Regions from separate parts of the Sus scrofa genome. Here region 1 is linked to region 2. A link is a contact called in public HiChIP or PLAC-seq data. All regions are on one chromosome and are shown on one strand. Each heading gives the region's core, a stretch centred on a gene start, on an enhancer-like site or on the middle of the called end of the contact. The rest is flanking DNA. Distances are from core to core; before and after follow the strand shown.

Region 1 (4,913 bases), core at 2,203-4,702, 56 kb after region 2:
TGCCCCTTTTTTTCTCATGGAAGAATGAAATCAGCTGAAACTTTGTTTTTGTATGCAGAATTTTTGTTTATGGTGACTCGTGTGGGACGAATCTATTCCTTATGTGGGAAATTGAACTATTTCTACTTCACATGGAAGCACACAGTGTAGAATACAGAAGGGTTGTGGCTTATTGTTCTTAGGGTAAGATCACAGGCCAGATCCCAGTAGTGTAGGCTAGTAGAGCTAGTCTGATTGGCATTCACATCCAGGCTTTGACAATTTTTAGCTTTCTCCTTTGCGAGAGTTTTTAATCTTTCCAAGCCACTGTTAAACTTGTTTATAAAATGGGCCTATCTCCTAGGATCATATTGGAGATTCATTGGGGAAAATGCAGTATACCATTAAGCACATTTAATAGCTTAATAAATATTATTTCCTTTCCTTAATTCTGCCCCTTTCTCAACCACCTCTTTCTATCTTGATTGTTAATATTTTTATAAATAGTGATTGACCACGTTGATAAAAGGATGAAAAAAGATCCAAAAAGGATATTCATTCCTTTAAAGCTATGTGTGCCTCTCAGTGTTATTTTGGAGAAAATTAATTGCTGTGTTAATCATAACCTTATATTAGTGATTCAGGTTGTATTGAATTTTTTTTTTTAAGATTGCTTTGCAGAGCACGAGAATTACGTGCTTCTGGTTTGCAGCCCCCTTAATGATCACCTTTTCATTGTGAAAAATAATGTTTCTAAAATATATAGACCAATTTAGTGAAAAATTCAGATCCCTGCCAAGGCCACAAGGTCTCCACTGGCCTGGATGTCATTCCCTTATTAAAAAGAAAATTCTGAGAGGTGCGTGGGGAATATGTAGCTAGTTTTCCGGTTCATTACATTGAAATAGTGTAGCCTGTGGAAAACAGAGGTTTTTCTTTGAAAGGACTGGTAATTTGAAAACAGAATATATTTTAAATAGAATTTGTTTATGCCATTGTAAAACTTTGTCTTTGGTTCACCAGTTTACTGAACTCTGATGTGTAATGGTGATTAATCTTTGTTCCAGAAATCTCTCTCTTATTTGCAATGAAGTATCTATCATGGAAAAAATAAAATCTTTAGAAGAGGAAATCTGTGTAGAATTTCATCAAGTCCTGTTCTGTCATTAATGCGTAAATCTGTAACCTAATCATCCCTTAACTTGAGCCTCTCAGATTGAAGGAACTATAAGAAAAGCCCAAGTTCTTTCCTGGAACCTAAAGTGCTTTAAAATAAAATTTTAATTTTGTGATAAGAAAAAGATAAATGTTAACCTGTTTTACAGTCAAAACGGAGAAGAAGACGGTACAGTTTAGTGACGATGTTCAGGTAGAAACAATAGAACCAGAGCCAGAACAAGCCTATATTGATGAGGTAAGTGATTGCCCGTAGGAGAGCGTCATACTCGGCATTGAAGTTGAAATGGGTTTCTTCTCTCCTTTAATAAAATTCAGTGCTTGATTAATGCATGTATTTTGCTTCTATAAAAATTCAAACAATATTGACAAAGCAGAAATTCTCCTCGAAAGTTCCTTTCTAGTCCCATTCTGACCATCTCAGTACATGTGGTTGTAACTTGTTATTTTTAATTCCTGTTTAACATCCCATAGAATGGATTTTTTATGTAATGATTTTTTTTTTCCATTATAGCTGGTTTACAGTGTTCTGTTAATTTTCTACTGTACAGCATGGTGACCCCCTCACACATACATATATACGTTCTTTTTTCTCGCATTATTAGGCTCCATCATAAATGACTAGATATAGTTCCCAGTTTTACACAGCCGGATCTCATTGCTCACCCCCATAGAATGGATTTATCGCTTCGTCATTCTGTTGTTAGCTCTTTTTTTTTTTTCTGTGGCTCTTTTTTTTTTTTTTTTTTTTTTTACCATTACAAACACAGTCGTAATGAGATTTTGGGGGGGGAATGTATTCAAAAGAACATGAGACTTTTATTTTTTTAATATCCGTATTCTCTGAAAATTCTATTCTTTGTCACTTTTTATTTTTTAATAATATTTATGTGTTTGTTATTTTTATTTACTTGTTTATTCTTTTTTGGCCGCCCTGAGGCATGTGGAGTTCCTGGGCTAAGGATCAGATCCGAGCCACAGTTCAACCTGTGCTGCAGCTATGGCAATACCAGATCCTTACCCCGCTGTGCCGGGTGGGGAATGAAGCTGTGTCCTGGCACTACAGAGACAGCGCTGATCTTGCTGCACCACAGTGGGAACTTCTTTGTAACATTTTAAACTACTGGTGAAAAATGAGATGTCGTCTTTAAAACACGTGAAGGGATTTGTAAGCCTTTTAGCCTTTTTTTAGGGGAACCAGAAGCAGAAAGGTTGAAGAGTGCTCTTTTAGAGAAACAGAATGCTCTTCTGCTTTTATAGAAAACTGTGCTGAGAGCCAAGGAATATGTGGGGTTTGGCCAATATCATTACATCGGAAAACGCATGTAGGCTCAGACTGTTGCTCTATCTAGAAACCTTATTTCTGTGAGAGTAGGTAATTTCAAATACAGTGTAGTATTCTGTAAACAGAACAAAAGCTACCCATGTGTTAGTTGATTCTCACTCCCATTTTATCCCCACCTCCTTTTTGTTTGTTTGTTTGTTTGCAGGCAAACCTTTCTGATATGTGCCTCCCCCCCCCACCCCCCGCCTTTCTTTGGCTGTAATTGCAGCATGCAGAAGTTCTCTGGCCGGGGACTGAACCAACACCGCAACTGTGCTGGATCCTTATTAACCCACTGAGCCAGCAGGGAACTTCTGACATGTACCTTTTTTTTTCAGACCACTTAAAGTGAAAATTATGAGTCTTTTATGTTGAAAAATGAATGCCTATTTCAAACTACAAAATTCTTTTGACTTGAGAAGAGTTTTTTTTTTAATATACCTGTGTCACGTTCACTCTAGTGATTAACTTATTTCTCAAACTGTTCCCCTGTGCAGACTGTAGAGTTTTGTTTTGGTTTAAATAACTATTTTGCTTCGAATTGGTAGTCTTGAAATTATTAACCTTATGTAGCTATGCTTAGTAGCATAAATAAGTAAAAACCACAAATGGAGAAAAGTTTGTAATTATTATGTTAGTATTCGTTAGTACATGAGAGCTGTACCTACAGATATATCTATACTAATATAATGTATGTCTTTCTGTAATGATGGCTGCATAAGTTCTGTTGGTCTTAGAACCAAAGATTCTGAGATACATGTGAATCACTGCTTTAAGATGCCTTCTGCCCTTTCACATAGGAGGATAGAGAAACTACAAATCTTCCTCCTTTTTTTTGGTGACAAACTGATACTTTGGTGGATAGAGAATGTAGACTCACTGCTTCTGGTGCCACTTAAAAGGAGAACAGCTGTAATATAGCTGAGCTGAGCTTCGCTGAAACAGCTGCTGTGTTCTCCGTGGTGGAGTCATAACGGACTTGTTAGTCATAAGCCGTGCCTTCTTGAGAGAGCAGTTACGGCTGTCAGCTTGGCCAGGCTACAGCTGCTCCAAAGCAGTGACAGAAATCCACTAGCATGACCTAAGAGACTAAAGAACTCACATGTTGTAAGTTGAGGTGTTCCTCTGTTTCTTCTCTTTTGGGAGAATTTCTCTTAGCAGTTTCCAAAATAAGTAGGAATAGCTTTCAAGGCTCTGACTTCACATGATTCTAAAGTGAATACATGGATAGTACTTACCTAGAAGAAAAGTGAATTCTTTGTATGTATGAATTATAAGCCTTCTCTACCCATTATCTAATTAATGAGGTGAGAAGGTTTTTTCCCATAGAGATTTGTTGTTTTTTATATTAACTGTTTAATTCCTATAGGATAAAATGGACCAATTGCTGCAGATGTTGCAAAGCACAGATCCCAGTGATGACCAGCCGGATCTTCCAGAGTTACTTCATCTTGAAGGTGAGCCTTATTTTCCATTTGCCTTGCAAATAAGGAGTAATAAGAGGTTGTATCTAGTGTTCTCTTACAGGTAGTTTTGTATTTAAATAAAATTGAGAATGATATAAAGAATATCAACATTTCTCACTGTTTTGTGAACAGTTTCCCATCCATATGCAATTTAAACCTTTGGTAGAATTCAGATTATTACACTTTTCTACCCAAATTAAAGATCTTGGAGTTCCCGTCATGGTTCAGTGGTTAACGAATCTGACTAGGAACCATGAGGTTGCGGGTTCGATCCCTGGCCTTGCTCAGTGGGTTAACGATCCGGCGTTGCCGTGAGCTGTGGTGTAGGTTGCAGACGCGGCTCGGATCCCGTGTTGCTGTGGCTCTGGCGTAGGCCGGTGGCTACAGCTCCGATTAGACTCCTAGCCTGGGAACCTCCATATGCTGTGGGAGCGTCCCAAGAAATAGCAAAAAGACAAAAAAAAGATCTTATTCAGCATTTTTTTAATGTTGTGAAATAGAAATTGGTGTTAAAAATTTTCTGAGATCTGTATGATCAATCTAAAATATTGATGTTAGGAGTTCCCATTGTGGCTCAATAGTAGTGAACCCAACTCGTATCATGAGCATGTGGGTTCGATCCCTGGCCTCGCTCAGTGGGTTAAGGATCTGGGGTTGCCGTGAGCTGTAGTGTAGGTAAAAAATGAGGTTCAGATCCTGCGGTGCTATGGCTGTGGTTGTAGGCTAGCAGCTACAGCTCCAGTTTGACACCTATCCTGGGAACTTCCATATGCCTCAGGCGTGGCCCTAAAAAGACAAAAAGAAAAAAAGTATTGACATTATAAATACCCAGGAAAATCAATCTTGGATTTGCTGGGCTAAGGTTAATTGAATTGGAGCTGCAGCTGCCAGCTTACACCACAGCCACAGCAACACAGGATCCGAGCCACATCTTCGACCTACACTGCAGCTCACGGCAATGTTGGATC
Region 2 (4,338 bases), core at 1,000-3,499:
AAAGTGTTTATTATTTATATCATATTAATAAAAAAAGGACTGGAATAGCTAAAACCAGGCTTATAGGTCAGAATACATGGATAATGCTATCAAGATGAATAGGTGTGTTATTACTTCACTATTTCCAATGCTTACATCTTGATGATTAAAGCTTAAACGATTTGATTGCTAGCTTATTGCTGCAAAAGGATTATTCAGTGAAACAAAACATTCAGATACATTTTTATAAATATCTGGCTCTGAAACAGGGTGATTATGATATGTTTCCCAGACACTAATGCCCAGGAATTTGAGGTAGACAAGTTGTTACCTGCTCTGTCAGCCCAGTAATCAGGAACCGGTTTTTAAAACAGAATGCTCTGCTTCACATATCAACAGTGATGTTTTGGAAGAATTCTATACTTGTCATAATGAAACACAAGCAAGCATTGATACTGGCTCCTTAAAATGTTAACAACCAATGGTATTAACATAGCATATTTTTATATTGTGTTAATTTTTCTGCTTTTGAAAGAAATACGGACTCGTTAAAAACTTCGGAAAAACAAAATGAACAAAGAACATAATTACCATTCGGAGATGATTACGTCATTGGTCATTGTAGTCTCACCTATTTCCTTTCAGACTTTAAAAAATCTGGGGTATTTTGTAATCATATGGTTGTTTAAGCTGTTTTTAAAAACAGATATATTTAGATGTCTTTCTATGTAAATATATTATCACCTTTATTAGCTGGGAATTTTTACATTGTTTGTGCTATAATTTACTTGACCAATACTAGTTAAAGCAATTACACTTTTTAGTGTTTACTCTATGTTAGGCACCTAATTTTGTATTTTAATTTGTGTTCATCCATTGGATCATTACAACCCAATTTTTAATTCCTGTTTTGTACAGATGAGGAAACTGAGGCACCAAGAGGTGAAGTAATTTGTTCACTCCCTTGATGTTGGACATTTTAGTGTTTAACCATGCTTTGACATTATAAACAATGTTTCACAAACATCTTTGATCATGTTCTTAACGAATGCTTTTAGGATAAATCCCAGAAAGTAGAATTGTTGGGTCCACAGCTATTCACATTTTTAAAAGCTTGTGTTACGTACTTTCAAATATTTCTCTTAGGGACACTAATAATTTCATCAACCAAAGTGTACAGTTCTCCACATCCATGATCCTTTTTCATTTTGAATGACAAAAACGTACCTAAATGCTACTTTAATCTGCGTTTTTCACTCTTAGAAATGAGATTTCATTCTTAATAAATTTTTGTAAGCACTCTTTTCGTATACCACAATACTAATCCCTGTTACTGACATGTTGTAAACGTTTATATGCTACATTTGGAAGTGCTCTAATTTTGATACATTAACATAATTCCAATTTACATGCAAGATGCATGTAAGATGTTCCAAGTGGGATGTAAAGATCTCTAGAAGATACTCCTTAAAATTCGTACATGATATATCCTTAAGGTAAACGTACAATACAATCATTGAATATTTTAAGTTATTAAGAATCACCTATCAATCGCTATCTCCATTTTTTTTTTGTTTTCTTTCTTTCTTTGCTCGGTTTTGGGGGTTATCATAGACCACCGTGGGTTGTGCAACTGGTTTTCCAATCATCGTAAACACACAGTGACTGCACAGTTAGTCAGTAGGTGCCAACGCCCAACTGGAAGTGCTTTCGGCAGAGCTTCTGAAGCGGACGTCTGGGGACTCTCGGGAAGGTGCCAGGGTTACCTCGCCTCCGCGAGGGAGCTGCGCGCCCTGACACTCCCCTCTTAGGGATTCGGGCCAATCCCTCCCGCTCACATGACTTCAACCTGAGCCAGTTTCTGGTCACTGCAGACAGCGAACTGAACTCACAGCCTTTTTACTTAGATGCGCCCGAGAGAAGGCACTTCCATCCTCCTCCACAAGGATCACAAAATTATGATAACCAACAGAGAGAGGGGAAAAGGGGCTCTCCCTGTACTCAAACACGACCCTTTTCTATCTGCTCACTCTCTGATTCACTCCTGGGCTCACTAGTGGGCTTCTGCGCGCCTGGAGGACCCCGCCCTCCGGAGGCTCCCGGCCAAAGCTAAAGCAGAAAATGCAGGTGTCACTGCCCCTCTCTCGCGTGGCTAATCAAGAGGGGGGCCGGATGGAAGGGGCGCTGGGATGGGGCCTGTTTTGGCGGGGCAGATTCCGGGCAGGTTCTGGGCAGGCAGCGCCGAGGGCGCCTAGATTCCCGACAGGCTCCGCGCGCGCAGGGGGCCTTCGCGGCTTCTCAGCTCTTGCCGCGCCGCCGCCGCCGCCGCCGCCGCGGTAATTGGGGGTCGGGGAGAGGAGGAGCTGCCGAGGTCCCCGTGGACTCCGTCTGCGTCGCTGTTTTTGCCTGAGTAGTCTCCTTTCCCACGTCCCAGCCTGACTCCCGTGCTGTCGAGGGGGAGTCCCTGCGGACACCTCTGCACGCAGTGGAGATGCCTCTCTTTGCCACCAACCCCTTTGATCAGGATGTGGGTGAGTGCTTTGGTCGCTCCCAGCCCCACCCCCTCGGCGGACCGCGAGCCCACGCTGCCGGCTCTCCGCGGACCTTCTGGGCCCCCCGGGCCGGGGCCGAGTTCTTCCCCTTTACAGAGGCTCTTTCTGTACGAGTTTGGAGGAGGTTGAGGGCTTGGCGCATCCTTTTTGAAAGAAATGAGACTGAGGGAGCCTGCAAAATGGGCCTTGAGCTGGGGCTGTGGGCTTGGAAAAAACTGCTTGAAAGGTGGATGTGGGAGGCCGCGGAGGAACAGCTGGTACAGCATTTGGTGCCGGGACCGTGCTTCTGGGTGAACGCACTTGAAAGCAAGGGAGTCTCAGCCAGCGTGGGATGATAAGCCCTGTAAAAAAGTGTTTCCCGGGACGTATGTCAAAGGTTTTAGGTTAGCTTCCTTAGAGGATTTTTAAAAATCCGTTTTAGGACTGTAACGGAAGGAGAGAGCTTCTGTTTAAGGATAGACTCTCAAAGGTATTGGGGGAAAGAGAGAGGAAAATGGAATACTTGGCAGCAACAGAAACCGAATTGAGGACCTGAGCCACTGGGCTGCTTTCCTCTCAGTGCTTTAAGAATTGTGGAAGAGGACCTGGAACTTTGACAATCCTAATTTGTTGTGAATTTGAAGTGCTCTTTTGGGGGGGGGCGGGGCTTTCTGAATCATTGGTTTTAAATACTGATCATACCGATTCAACAGGTTAGCTTTGTATTTATTTTGTTTTATTTTTTCTGATCTGAGGGTGATCATTACAGGAGTTTTGAGTTTTCAGGGAGAGAAGTTTGGAATGCTTTGAATCCCCTTGGGACCTACTTTGGTACGTACACACGTGTGGAATGAAAGCAAGTTAAGAACCAAGTCTGGTTACTCTAGTAAAGAAGAATAAGGGCAACCTTAGGGAGGTTTTTTTTTTTTTAATGTCTTTGTTTATTTTAATTAAGAAGGAATTGAATTTTGCTTTTTTAACTCCAGCTTACTGCATGCCACTGAAACTTGAAGGTTTGGGTTGAGATGAGAAAAGGGTTCAGCCCTACCTCTGACACTGCCCAGCTCAAAGTGAGATCCCAACGTTCTCAAACTAAAGAGAGGGAAGACATATTGATTCACTGTTTGTGGTTCAGTGAATTAATATGTAATAGTTAATAAATAATTGGGAAGTTACATTTAATTTAAAAAGGACTTAGCACACACTCTTGACAGGACACTGCTGCGTGGCATAAGAGTGATGAAGAAGTTGTGGTTGCTGCTCTCAGGCAGTTTTGTAACTTACTACATTAATTTCCAGGGCAAATGCTTAAGATAAAACATTTTCTTGATACTTGCTCCTTTTATTTCCAGCAGCTTGATCTGATTGATTTTCATGGTTGTGTATAATCTAGCTTCCAAACTACCCAGTCACTTTTATATCTTATTGCTTTTTGAACCCACATTTCCATTGGGTTCAGATACATTTCTTTTTTTTTTTTTTGGTCTTTTTGCTATTTCTTGGGCCGCTCCCGCAGCATATGGAGGTTCCCAGGCTAGGGGTCCAGTCGGAGCTGTAGCCTCCAGCCTATGCCAGAGCCACAGCAACAAGGGATCCGAGCCGCGTCTGCAACCTACACCACAGCTCACAGCAACGCCGGATCATTAACCCACTGAGCAAGGGCAGGGAACGAACCCGCAACCTCATGGTTCCTAGTCGGATTCGTTAACCACTGCGCCACGACGGGAACTCCTCCTTTTTTTTTTAAACATTTTAAAAATTATAATTTTTTTTTTTTCCTTTTTTGGTTGTCCCCCAGTATATGGAGTTCCTGGGCCAGGGATCAAAT

What was found. HiChIP or PLAC-seq counts read pairs in DNA pulled down with a chosen protein or histone mark.
Region 1: an H3K27ac HiChIP or PLAC-seq map of skeletal muscle shows a contact between it and region 2. The contact joins the enhancer-like site here to the promoter of STAM in region 2. A contact is called at or near these places in 1 of 5 promoter capture datasets (fetal skeletal muscle), 6 of 47 Hi-C or Micro-C datasets (alveolar macrophages, embryonic fibroblasts, fetal heart ventricle and 1 more) and 2 of 2 datasets of contacts at active chromatin or transcription factors (alveolar macrophages and skeletal muscle).

The regions. Positions count from the first base shown.
Region 1 is chr10:43,999,214-44,004,126 of Sscrofa11.1, forward strand. STAM (signal transducing adapter molecule 1) reads left to right here. Exons shown (of 16, transcript XM_021064813.1): 9 at 1,305-1,393; 10 at 3,849-3,936. Among named protein-coding and RNA genes, the nearest start is that of TMEM236, 53 kb to the right of the region's middle. Within about 2 kb of position 3,453, at least 10 of the 83 cell types and tissues checked have an H3K27ac peak or open chromatin away from gene starts, as enhancers often do. A contact at or near this core is called in alveolar macrophages, embryonic fibroblasts, fetal skeletal muscle and 1 more, where this site is marked.
Region 2 is chr10:43,944,741-43,949,078 of Sscrofa11.1, forward strand. STAM (signal transducing adapter molecule 1) reads left to right here and starts at 2,250. Exons shown (of 16, transcript XM_021064813.1): 1 at 2,250-2,510. The coding sequence starts at 2,471.